2 separate regions of the Gossypium hirsutum genome follow, and region 2 is linked to region 1. A link is a contact called in public Hi-C data. All regions are on one chromosome and are shown on one strand. Each heading gives the region's core, a stretch centred on a gene start, on an enhancer-like site or on the middle of the called end of the contact. The rest is flanking DNA. Distances are from core to core; before and after follow the strand shown. Region 1 has its middle 31 kb from the start of LOC107909272. Region 2 holds the start of LOC107909277 (ethylene-responsive transcription factor 9).

Evidence for each region. A called contact is a pair of places that touch in the nucleus more often than the background predicts.
Region 2: a Hi-C map of leaf shows a contact between it and region 1, with 1.8 times the contacts expected there. The contact joins the promoter of LOC107909277 here to the enhancer-like site in region 1. A contact is called at or near these places in 12 of 34 Hi-C or Micro-C datasets (anther, callus, hypocotyl and 2 more).

Annotation. Positions count from the first base shown.
Region 1 is chrD02:65,176,883-65,182,998 of Gossypium_hirsutum_v2.1, forward strand. It overlaps the pseudogene LOC107909274. Among protein-coding and RNA genes, the nearest start is that of LOC107909272, 31 kb to the left of the region's middle. Within about 2 kb of position 1,584, at least 3 of the 9 cell types and tissues checked have an H3K27ac peak or open chromatin away from gene starts, as enhancers often do.
Region 2 is chrD02:65,243,272-65,249,783 of Gossypium_hirsutum_v2.1, forward strand. LOC107909277 (ethylene-responsive transcription factor 9) reads left to right here and starts at 4,954. Exons shown (of 1, transcript XM_016836748.2): 1 at 4,954-6,368. The coding sequence starts at 5,434. The coding sequence ends at 6,102. LOC107909276 (a long non-coding RNA gene) reads right to left here and starts at 2,015. Exons shown (of 7, transcript XR_005910534.1): 1 at 1,819-2,015; 2 at 1,372-1,462; 3 at 1,191-1,253; 4 at 753-1,108; 5 at 537-629.

The DNA.
Region 1 (6,116 bases), core at 334-2,833:
GGTTCAATAGCAAAAGTAATGCGAAGCCAGTTCTTCAATCCCATTGCCATCCCTGCATCCATTCATTCTTTGTTTTTCAGTAAAACACTATCTGTTGAGGGTGAATCCGTTGAAGTCTTTGGTGTGCCCTTTTTTGAGCAACTGATCCGAATCTCAAACAGTAGATGTATTTTACTTAGGATATCTATACTTGATTTTAGTTCCGAGATTTTATCTTCCAACTCTAAGGAGAGTGTCTAGGTCCACCAAAAAAATGTTTTTATCATTTTGATCTTGGTAGGGTTTGAACCCATACCCTTAAAAGGTCTTAATTAGTAAAAACACTACCACTTGGCTAATCATACTTCCATTGTTTGAGGTCCAAATTGATTGCTGAAAAGACAAAACGGATTCTCCCTCAACACTATCAGTTCCTATGAAAACTACATTACATTACCTGGTAGAACAACGACTGATTCTTCTTCAGCTAACTTGAGGCAGAAATCCATATCATCATTAATGTCTTCCAACATTGATAGGTTCAACTTCACCTGCGTTTAAAGCTTACTAATAAAAATACTATTCTAATTTCTTCAGCATACATCATGAACATCAAACAACTCCCTTACCATTACAGACATTGATCCTTCCGGTTTCTTTGGACAAGTTAAGGAAGGTATCTCTTCAATTCTATTGTAGCATATATCAGCACATTTCCTCAGGGTGCTGATAATCTTTGAGAAAAAATCCTCCTTTGTATTCTCCAGGATTTGAGGAATCGCTGCCTGTTTCATAAAAAATGACGGGAATTCTAATTTGCCAGTGTAAATGTGTGTCTTAACAAAAGTATCTTTGATTACCAAACCTGGATAAAGGTAGCCGGATCAGAAGAGACATTGAGGAATTCTGCGATCGAATCAATTACCTGATAAGAGCCAAATTAGATCATTAACTTAACATGATCTCAACTTTTAAATATAGCACCACATATCTTAAACCAAAGAAATATAAAAGAAATAAGGGACAACCCCAGATTTTTTAAGAATGCTATTGGGATCGCTTGTGACAATCCACCCCAGGCGCCATCCTGGAACGATCCATCTCTTTGATATAGACCCCAGGGTGAGAACAGGCACGGTTGACCCCAATACTCGCATTGGCACATAACGAGTGCTTCCAATGCCAGATTGTCGTAAGCTTCATCAGAAATAACCAAAATCCCAAGCTTTCTTGCTGTCTCTGCAACCTAAGATTCAATAAGAAAATACTAATCAACATCTTGTTTTGGGAAGAGTCAGCAAATTACTCTAAAAGCTTTTTTAACCTTGTGCAACTGTTCATAGCTGAAGACATTTCCACAAGGGTTGCCTGGGTTTATAATAACCAAAGCGACCGTAGTCTCATCCGCAATAGTCTCTACAGCATCAAGATCAACCTCCCAACCTTTTTCAGGAAGAAGATCATAATGACGTACTTCCAGATGATTATAAGCAGAACAAGATTCATAGTATGGGAAGCCCGGTCTAGGAAGCAAAATATTGGCACCAGGACGGGAAAGAACATTTCTTGCTACTTCTATTGCTTGATTACACCCACTTGTGAGATAAACATCATCCGGTGATAACTTGCAAGGAAGGTCACGGTTGAGGTAATCTGCAATTGCCCTGTTGGAATTCAAACCGAACAAAGTCGATGACCATTCACTCATAAACAAACTTCAATAACACCTTTTTAAAGTTTTCAATCTAACTAACCTTCTTGCCGGAAGAACACCAGCAGAAGGCGCATAACAATTATGCTTAGCCGAACGTAGAGCATCAACAATGGCATCTTCAGCTGCAGGGGTAGTCTTGAAGCTTGGAAAATGAGAGGGGTCACCATGACCAAGACGAATGACTGAAGAGCTATTATCTTTGTTGATGCGGGCTATTATTTTGTTGAGATATCCTCGCACAGTGGAGGCTGATGCTGCGTTCAGCTCTTGCTTTCCACGGAAACCCCATCTCTTTGCTTCAATCTCCATCTTCTCTCTTCTTCTTGTTGCTATGCAAATGCAAATGCAATTGAGTCTGGAGTTAAATAGATTAATGCAAGCTGTCAGGCTTCAACAAACTCATGCACCAACCATTTTATTTTTACCCAAAAGAAACAGGAATTCACATTTGGTCCTTTTTGCGTTTTGATATTTCTTATCTTCCGATAAGATTTTAGATGGTCAAACAGCCTACAAGTTTTTTTTTTATGTTCCTTTAATGTTTTTCATTTTTACTTTAAAAATTAGAACTTTTTTTTTATTTTCAGTATTTTTAGTTTATATTCTACCTACTAATCAAGAGAAGATACGATAGTTCACGTACGGAGCAAGTGATAGACATAGTGGTGTGGCATCGTCCCTCACCCGTCACCATGTGACATATTGATTCATGAAAGGTATTCTGGTCAAATATAAAAATAATTATTGTTGATATCATTGGGTGAAGAAAAATTTATTTAAAAATCTATATTTATGATTGATGGTTTCTTTTATCTTGGAGTTAATTTTATTGATTTAAGTATATTTTCCACATGAGCTTTAAAATATTTTCCACGTTTCTTTCCCGGATTTTTTTAATGGTTGCTGACAGCTTTCGACTTTAAAGCATCTTTGAATATTCAAACAAGCATCAATTCTGTCAGAAAGCAACAAAATTAAAAAAAAAAGTTATGGCAAAATAATACACATTTATAATAAATTTGAATTTAATAAATAATTTTAATAATGTTTATAATGAGCAATTACATATAAAAGTTTTTTTAATTTATTAAAATGGGCCCGGTATATAATTATTTACCGAAATGACCCTATTTCCCGAAAAGCGCGTCCACGTCAGCGCGATGTCAGGGGATGTGGCAGAAAAACGCGTCCTTGAGGAAGCGTTTTGCCTATGTGGATAGAAATCACTCCCTCAAGGGCACGCTTTAAGTCCAAGTAGGCAAAACGTTTCCCCAAGGACGCGTTTTGCCCGTGTATCTTGCAATTCGGGTTTTGGATTATTAAGTTAGGGTTAAGGTTAGGGTTTTGATGTTTTTAAAATTTAGGATTTTAGAGAAAAAATTAAATAAGTAAAGGATTAGGGTTTAGGGTTTGTCAATTAAATTAATTATAAAATTTTTAAAATTGAATTAGGTTTCGTATTTATTATTTTTTAATAAAAAAATTAATTAAATTAGGGTTTAGAGTTACTTGAGTAATTTAATTAAAAATTATTTAAAAATTAGATAAGGGTTTAGAGTTAAGGGTTTTTAAGGAAAAATCAAATAAATTAGGGTTAAATGTTACTTGAGTAAATTAATTATAATTTTTTATAAAATTTGATTAGGAGTTAGTGTTTAGGGGTTTTAAGCAAAAACTCAAATAAATTAAGGTTTAGGGTTTAGGGTTACTTAATTAAATTATTTGTTAATTTAAAGAAGCTCCCACGTGGACGCGCTTTTGCTACAGTAGCTCTTGAAAAAATAATTTCGAGTAGGCATTTCTGAGCAAATAGTGTCAAAAAAGCTTTAAGCAGGATGCTTTGTCAGCAGAAGTACTGAAAGAAGCTCCCACATAGACGCGCTTTTGCTACAGTAGCTCCTGAAAAAATAATTTCGAGTTGACGTTTCTGAGCAAATAGTGTAAAAAACGCTTTAAGCAGGATGCTTTGTCAGCAGAAGTACTGAAAGAAGCTCCCACGTGGACGCGCTTTTGCTACAGTAGCTCCTGAAAAAATAATTTCGAGTAGATGTTTTTGAGCAAATAGTGTAAAAAATGCTTTAAGCAGGATGTTTTGTCAGCAGAAGTACTAAAAGAAGATCCCACGTGGACGCGTTTTTTCTACAGTAGCTCCCGAAAAAATAATTTCGAGTAGACGTTTCTGAGAAAATAGTGTCTAAAACGCCTTAAGCAGGATGCTTTGTCAGCAGAAGTACTGAAAGAAGATCCCACGTGGACGCGCTTTTGCTAGAGTAGAGCATGTTTGGCTGAGGCTATAAATGATGCAAAATTTTTTCTCAAATTGCATAACTTACAAAAAAAAATTAGAGAGGCTAAGAAGGATAGAAATTGAATATGAGTGAACGTATTAGTGCTGTTATTTACTATGATGGTGAGGTTTGCCACACCGAGAACGGTGTTATTTTTTTTATCGGAGAATACAGTGCGACTGGTTTTTAACCAGAACATAGATTTGACAGAACTTTGTAAAAGAATTAGGCTTAAAATATTCGGAGCGACGCCAATGAAAGTTCTGTCTATTACGTATCGATTTTGTTCTTCTGTTGATCTGGTGACATATGACTCGTTCGACATAAAAGGTGCTCGTAGCTTGGAGGCAATGGTGCAGACTCATCTTGCTAGTGGAGCACCCTATATTGAGTTATATGTACAATTTACATCGCCAAATGATGCACTTGCGACTGGTGTTCGAGAGGTATACGCGACCCCTGCTCGTCACTCGGTTAGTGGGTTACAAAATACAGAACAACCCATGTTTGGTAGCGGTGTGGAATACGGCTTGCTATGGATCATAAACCATGGCATGTATTCCGGCACGCACGCTAACTCTGGAACGATGATTGGTTCCCGAGTTGGTATATAATCATAACGATCTTCCCACATTTGGATGTAGCATGACCAGAATCTAGGCCAATCCGTATGCAATTGACGTAGGTCGATTTTGTGATGGTCATCCAACACCTCAAGTGCCATGGGAATCGATTGTCGGAATCCAAATTGTCGTAATACTCTGGCCGACTGGTGCATCTCCACAGTCGTAAAGTTGACCAATGGGACTTTCACATGCCAAGCGTTTGGATTTTGGAAGTACTCATTTGGAATTTCTGCCCGAATTGTCGGATCCTCGTATGGTGTCTATTGAAAATATGGTCATGATGGAAATATTAGTTATATACTAAATACGGGTTATACCAATTGACTATCTAATGATGGAAATAACTATTTTATTTAATACTTACTTGTGTTTTCGACCGTTAGTCCAATAGAAGCCGTCTATCTTCAAGAGAGGTAGGTAATCAAGCATAACTAGCCGGATGGTTCCGCCTAATTAAATAAATTTTTAGCATTCGATTATATTTTAAATCTACGTAATAATTGTAAAATCTAATATAAAATTTACCTCGTTATTAGTGGGAATGTATACTGGTGGTCCACTTGAGGACGTAAAAATGGAAAGCGAAACCGTGCCCATGACTGCAGTAATGACAAGCAACCTCCCCGCACATCTCCTGGTACAATATTGCCAACACGGTAGACCCCCAACTAAATTCACCAACTGCTCAAAAATCAATGAGTTTCAGCAGCCATCTTAGATACACGAGGTTCTGTGACAAGTCCGACATCAGATAACCTCCAATTATCTGAAGAATGTATGCCCAAGCATATCGAATTCTTTCTAGTTCGGTTGAATTATCATCCGGATCCGAGAATGTGTCTCCTAACCAGCCTATCTCGATCAGACCTCCGTTAATATTCTCCGGAATAGCGCCCAAAAACTCGTAGCATACCGCTCCCCAATCACCAGATTGAACAGACCCAGTGACTGTGTACCCGTCCACCGGCAATCCCAATTGCAAATCGACATCTTCCAAAGTGATAGTGCATCTCCACATGGAAGATGTAATGTGTGCGTCTCGGGTCTCCATCTCTCAATCAACGCACTGATAAGTTTCGAGTCCAACTTGCATCCTTGGCCTACCATCGCCACGTGCCAAAAACCCACCTCCCACAAGTAATTCTCTACCAACGGTGATGGAGGACCATGCATATTATGGATATAACATTGCAATATCCGATCTACAGACTTTTATAACAAATAATAAAATACTAATTATTTAAAATTGCATAAATAAAAAAATATTAAATAATATTTAAAAATTAAATTTAACACTTACCATTTTCATTTGTTCGACGGATATATGCTTGTCATCAAGACGAATCAATTCTCCGGCCATTGCTAAATTGGTACAAATTTTTACAATTTAAAAAAAATTCAAAAAAATAAAATTTAAAACTTTTTTAAAAATAATTAAAAAAATTAAAGCTATTTTAAATAGAAATTTGAGAGGAATTTGAGAGGAAATTGAAAGGAAATTGAAAGAAT
Region 2 (6,512 bases), core at 3,704-6,203, 70 kb after region 1:
GAAGGAAGGAAAAAGGGTAATTGCTCGGATGCTTAGTGTTCGCAGTTCAAATAATCCAGAAAGGTATTTAGGACTTCCAAATTTAGTGGGTAGAAGCAAGAAAGAAGCTTTTCAAAGTCCGAAGGACAGATTAAAACAAAGAATTGACAATTGGAGTGTTAAGTATCTTTCTCAATGTGGAAAAGAGGTTTTCATTAAGAAAGTATTACAATCCATTCCAACTTATTCTATGGCGTGTTTCTTACTTCCTAAGTCTTTATGTAATGAGTTGGAAGGTATAATAGCTAAATTCTGGTGGGGGAAAATCAGGGGAAGAAGGGGATTCATTGGTGTGCGTGGAAGGATGTGTGTGTCTCGAAAGAAGCAGGTGGTCTTGGCTTTAGAAAACTTGATAAATTTAATATTGCATTATTAGCTAAACAGGGCTGGCGTCTTATTAATTTTCCAGATTCTTTGCTAGCTCGAGTATTGAAAGCTAAATATTATCCGAATGCGTGTTTTCTAACTACTCAATTAGGGAATTTACCTTCGCTTACCTGGAAGAGTATTTGGTCGGCAAAAGGCATTCTGGAAGGAGGACTTTGCTGGAGGGTTGGTAAGGGGGATCGTATTTCTGTTTGGAATGACCTCTGGATTTCGGGTAGTGAAGAAGATAGATTGCAAAATCAACAGAGAGATGGAAATATTTCATTAGTATCGGACCTGATTGATGCAGATAGAAGAAAGTGGAAAGATGATATAATTATTAATACCTTCAATGCGGAAGTTGCTAAAAAGATTTTGCAGATTCCTTTGGCAACGTTAGCAAATGAAGACTTCCAAGTCTGGAGAGGAGAACCATCTTGTAATTTTTCGGTTAGAAGCGCCTACAAACTATTACAGGAGGGTACTCAAAATCCTATTAATTTACAAACCGAAACTAAAGCCTTTTACAAAAAGCTATGGAATTTACAAATCCCCTCGAAAGTCAAAATTACAATATGGGGAATTTCTTGGAATTACATTCCTACTTTTGCTAATCTGAAGATTAAAAGTATAGTTGCTGATGCCCAGTGTCCTCGATGCAACAAAGAATAGGAGGATTGCAATCATATCTTTCGTGGATGTCCTACAACAACAGAAGTTTGGAGACTTTTACAGTTATCTTGGCTACTCAATAATACTTAGGACAGATTATGGAACTAGCTTACATGGGTATTTAGTCGAGGGTCAAATGAACAGTGCCGACTTTTCTGTTGTGGGCTTTGGGTAATCTGGACAAGTAGGAACATATTTATATATGAAAACAGACAAACAACAAGCAGGGACATCTCTTTTAAAATCTCAGATTTTATTTCAGAGTTAAAAGGAATCGAGGAGAGGAAACTTAACTTGGCAGGAAATGGTGGTTCGAGAACTGAAGAAAGAAGAACGAGTGTGTCAGTCTTCTTTGATGCAGCTTTCGATCAGCAACAAGCAAGATCTGTTTCAGGTTTGATTGTTCGAGGTAAGGGAGGGGAGATTTTGGCTTCAAAATCAGTAATCCACACCAATATAGCAACTCTATTCGGGACAGAGGCATATGCAGGGTTACAAGCCTTAGAGTTAGGAAGGTCTATGGGGCTCAAAGACTTACAAATAATAGGAGATTCGAAAACGATTATCAAAAAGTGTCAAAGCTCAGAACAAGACAGATCGACCATCGGAGCTATCATAAAAGATATCCAAGATATAAAAGTCATTTTTAACAGTATTGGCTTTTGTCATATTCCTAGAACAGAAAATATGTATGCCCATTTGGTTGCAATAGAAGCTTTAAAGAAGGGAGAAGGACATTACCTGGTTAAGGCGGTTTCGAATATCGTTCATTGAGTAGTGGAGAGGGAGCGTCTAACATATCAAAATTGAGAGGAAAGAGACGACTGTTGAAAGGAGTAGCAGAAGGTTAAAAGATGGCTGTGTCGGTGATAGGAAATGAAAAGATAATGGAGGCCAGCTGTTTCTTGTTCAACTGAGATTTCTAGAAGCTTTCTTTTACTTTACCGTCAGTTTGTTTTTATTTATTTTTTAAGGCCAACCTTATCAGGTTTCTTTGAATTTATGGGCCATTACATGGGCCAGATTTGTTTATTTCTTATGATTTGTTTTAGGTTCGTTAAAACTGAACTTTGAGCCTATTTGGCTTTGTTTTTTTTATCTCAGTTGAAATTTTCAAAAAAAAAATCTAGTCCATTATTTTAAATGGTTGAATTTTGATTTAGTATGAGTTAGTAGTCTTTGTTTTATATTTACATTCTAATGGTTAAAGAATTAGGATTTTAGTTTAAACTCTTGTAGATAAATTTTACCTTTACCCTTAAGAGTTTGAGGTAGCTTGAACTCTATGGCTTGGGTGCTTATAAATATGGCCAACCTTTTTAATGTGTATTCATCTTGGAATTTTTGTTGTTTATGAAAAAACTTTGGAGGTTTTTTTTTCTTTTTGAGAATATTCTTTTCAGAAGAAATTTTAATTTTGTTTCTTTCAAAATATTTTGTGGAAATTCTTTTAACTCTCAATTTGTTAAGGATCATACTTGAAGGGTCGTTTGCCATTCTTCTACCTAATTGTCTTTTTTGAAACATATTGTTTCAAGGAAGAACAATCTTTCACCTCTTTTTTGTTCACTTCTCTCTTCTCCCAATCTCTTTTATTTTAATTAACCTCTATCTTCATCTTGTGTTTAATTTTTTGTTTTCTCTTATTTTCATATTACAACTTGAATCCATCCTATCTAACAAATAGCTACTTACAACATTGGTGGAACTGCCACTGTCGATTATTAATGAATAAAGCTTCCCTTTATCAAGCAACGTGAATGGAAGATATTGGAGCATTGCTCATCATCATCTTTAAATTGCATGTTCGAAGTACGATGGACAACAAGACACCAAGGATGCAAAAAATCCTCACCAATAGTAGGTGGCTCTAACACTTCTTCCTTAACAGAACCCCTAATAGGGTTATCCTCAATCAAATCTAGCATATCAAGATCTTCTAGATCAGAGTTAGATGTAATTTTCACTATTATCATGAATAAGCATTATCCATTTACTTGGACATTCATAATGGAAATACCTTTTTACCATTGCATTTGAAACATCAAATCTCTAGTTTATGACTCAAAGAAGATGAAGTAGCAACATTTGGCCCTTCCAATCCCTTCTTGAAAGCCTTTTGACACCCATTCTTGTACCCCATTCTTGTACCAACATATTGACTTGAGCTTTGAATTGAGTTACGAGGCCTTGTAACAAATTAAGCCTGTCACGTCCATGAACCCAAAAATGACTTTTGATACTCATATAAAAATGTTCATCCAATGGAAAGACTCAATGCAAACTTGATGAATAAGAGTCAACTTTGTGATCAAAGTATCATGTGAGATTAGCTAAAGAAAACTACATATGAAGTATGAGGCTCGAATGATAAGTTTGTTATGGAAGGTGCTAGAGCTTTTGATAATTGTTAGGTTGGTGCAAAATAAATCTAACAAAAAGGCTTTTCATTATGTAATCAATATGTTGATTTATAAGTCGACTCACATGAAAAAAAAAATCTTTTTTAATAAAAAAAAGGAAAAATATGCATAAAGGGATTGATATTTGTATTGGCTGGTAGTCAAACTTAATATCCATAACTAAATCTAAACAATTAAGTGAATTAGCATAAATTTAATTTTTATAAATAATTAAATACGATGAAAATAACATGAAAGCAACACGAATACAGTGACATATAAAACAATTTCTTAATGTAGAAAAACTGAAACCTAATTCAACTTTTGATCATGATATTCATATGGTTAGTTATACTAAACATATTATGATTAGTATTTGATTGAGTTTTATTAGTATTATATTAATCATGTCCTTTAGTTAGGCTAGTCATTGATTTGGGCGTTAAATGCAAGTTTGTAGTTGATGTGAATCGTACTTAAAACAATTTGATCCAATTGTTAATACGCCTACCTAATGTATAAATAACTTGAATCGAACATGTAAAAAGAAGTCAGTATCATTCAATGTATAAAAATGATCTGTGATATATTTAAGCTGGCATTTATACCTACGCTAATGGCTAGATTGAAGAAAGTGCTCAACTGATACAATATTAATACTTTAAGAACTCAATCAAAATATTTTGAAATTTGTAGGCTAATTTAAAATTTAAGTTATAGTTCGAGTACGTCTTGATTAGTTAACCCTATTTATGTTAATTATGGCACATACTATTATCTAATACTTAATGCATTTGTATTGTGTTAATCTCTACTTTTGCGTCATATTTTTGATCCAATACATAAATGAATCAATTTAGAATTAAAATTAAACCATGATAATAAATTATACAAAAATATAATAATTTGAGACAATGATTTCTACATTTTCAATAAACTATTTATTAAAAATTTTATAAAAAAATTAATTAATTTTTAATTTATTTTAATATATCAAAATTAAAATGCTAACCGTTCAATAAATTTGATTCGATTCAAATAATCAAATCTCATATTAAAATATTCTATTCTGAATAAAGATTTATCCGACTTTAATTTACGCATATAAAATAAATGATCTGATACCAAATATTTCTTAATTAATAGTTTAAAGTCCGTGTTATTTGTAAATACAAAAGTTTTAGGTAATAATCATAAATGTATTACCATGGAAGTTTTTTTGTGTTGTATGGTCCAACCAAGGAAACCATTATTAAATTTCAACCCACAGGGTTTTGGATGAGGCGCGACAAAAAATCCTAAGACGGAAAATTTCAAAATTCAGAAATAGGGGTAGGGGAGGCGGATGACAGAAGCTCATAAAGGGAAGCGCTATGAACACGCGTCGCTTTGTCCCTGCCTTTCCTTTTACTCCTTTCTCTCTCTTAACTGTCGGTGTTATAAAGTGATTCCGAATATTAGCTGATACTGTCAGTTGCAAGAATTGGTCATCAGTCATCACTTAAAAGCACCGAACAAATCTCCTTTTCCCCCCACTTCTGCAAAACCATCGTGCTCTACACGCTCTACACTTATTTAGGATCTTGTCTTAATATTGTACTTCAATTTCCAAACCCTTAAAATTAGCATAATGATCTATAATTTATTAAATTTAAATTAGTGGAGAGTGGAATCCACTCAAAAAAGTAGAAGCGTGAAGGGGAATGCAAAGCGGTGAATGCAAAAGCCGGCACAACATCAACAACCTCGCCGCTTGTCTCGAAATTTCCGCGTGACACGTACACTCGTACAACGTATCACATTGTCTCCTAACTTGGGCGGCGCCTCAGTCAAACAACTAATTGACTGCACAGCTTCCTAACTCTATATATTAAAACTAATCCATACGCATTTGACTCAAACAAAAATATTTACAACTCAGAGAAAAAAAAAAAAAAAGGGAAAGCAAGTTTTTATGGCTCCCCAAGACAAAAATGCGAGCAAAACCTTGAAGAAAGCTAACGGTACTGGAAGTACGAGCAGCCAAGAGGTGCATTTCAGGGGAGTAAGGAAGAGGCCATGGGGTAGGTACGCTGCCGAAATCAGAGATCCCGGCAAGAAAAGCCGTGTTTGGCTTGGTACTTTCGATACGGCTGAGGAAGCTGCCAGAGCCTACGACGCGGCGGCGCGTGAGTTTCGTGGACCTAAGGCTAAGACCAACTTCCCTTTACCGGATGAAACCAACTGTTACAAGGGCCAGAACCAGCAGAGCCCTAGCCAAAGCAGCACGGTGGAGGAATCTGGAAGCCCAACGGTGGAGCGTGGAGTCAACACCTTGTCCGGGGCAGTAGGGAGATTCCCTTTCGCGTGCCACCAGCAGCTGGCTCTGGGTGGTGGAGTCGCTAATGGTGGGATTAGCGGGGTGACCCGGTCGCGGCCGGTTCTATTTTTCGAAGCGTTGGGGGGAGCTGGCGTTGTTGGTCAGGTTTATCCGGTTCGGTTCGATCCGGTGGGAGTACAGTTGGGTATGGGATTTGCAAGTGTAGTCCGAAGTGAACCGGACTCTTCATCGGCCATTCATTGCAAGGCAAGGAGACCTGGCCTTGCCCTCGATCTTAACCTTCCTCCTCCAGTCGATGCTTGATGTTTTGCATTTTTTTTTAAACGGAAAACGCCTTTTCATGATCTTAATTTTAGGCATCTGAGAGGTAGGAAGCTATGATAAACAAGAGGTGATAGTAATCCGTGTTTTGTATCATTTTAGACACGGTTTTATCTTTTAAATCCGATGTAAATAGTTTTACGACAGTAATCCGTGTTTGCAAACTGAGGAAAACTATGATCCATTATCTGAGATGATTTTGTTTATAACCTCTCGTTCAAAAATTAACCACTCTTTTTTACTTTTAATGAGAATCTTTCTTAATTAGGCTGTTGTTCCTGTTTTCAATCCTACTTTAGGAACTTAATCCTGTTAGTTTTGAAATTGGATACCTTTTCTCTGAATGGATTAAAATAATGAGAAAATGACTGGGAAACTAATTGTAAGAACTG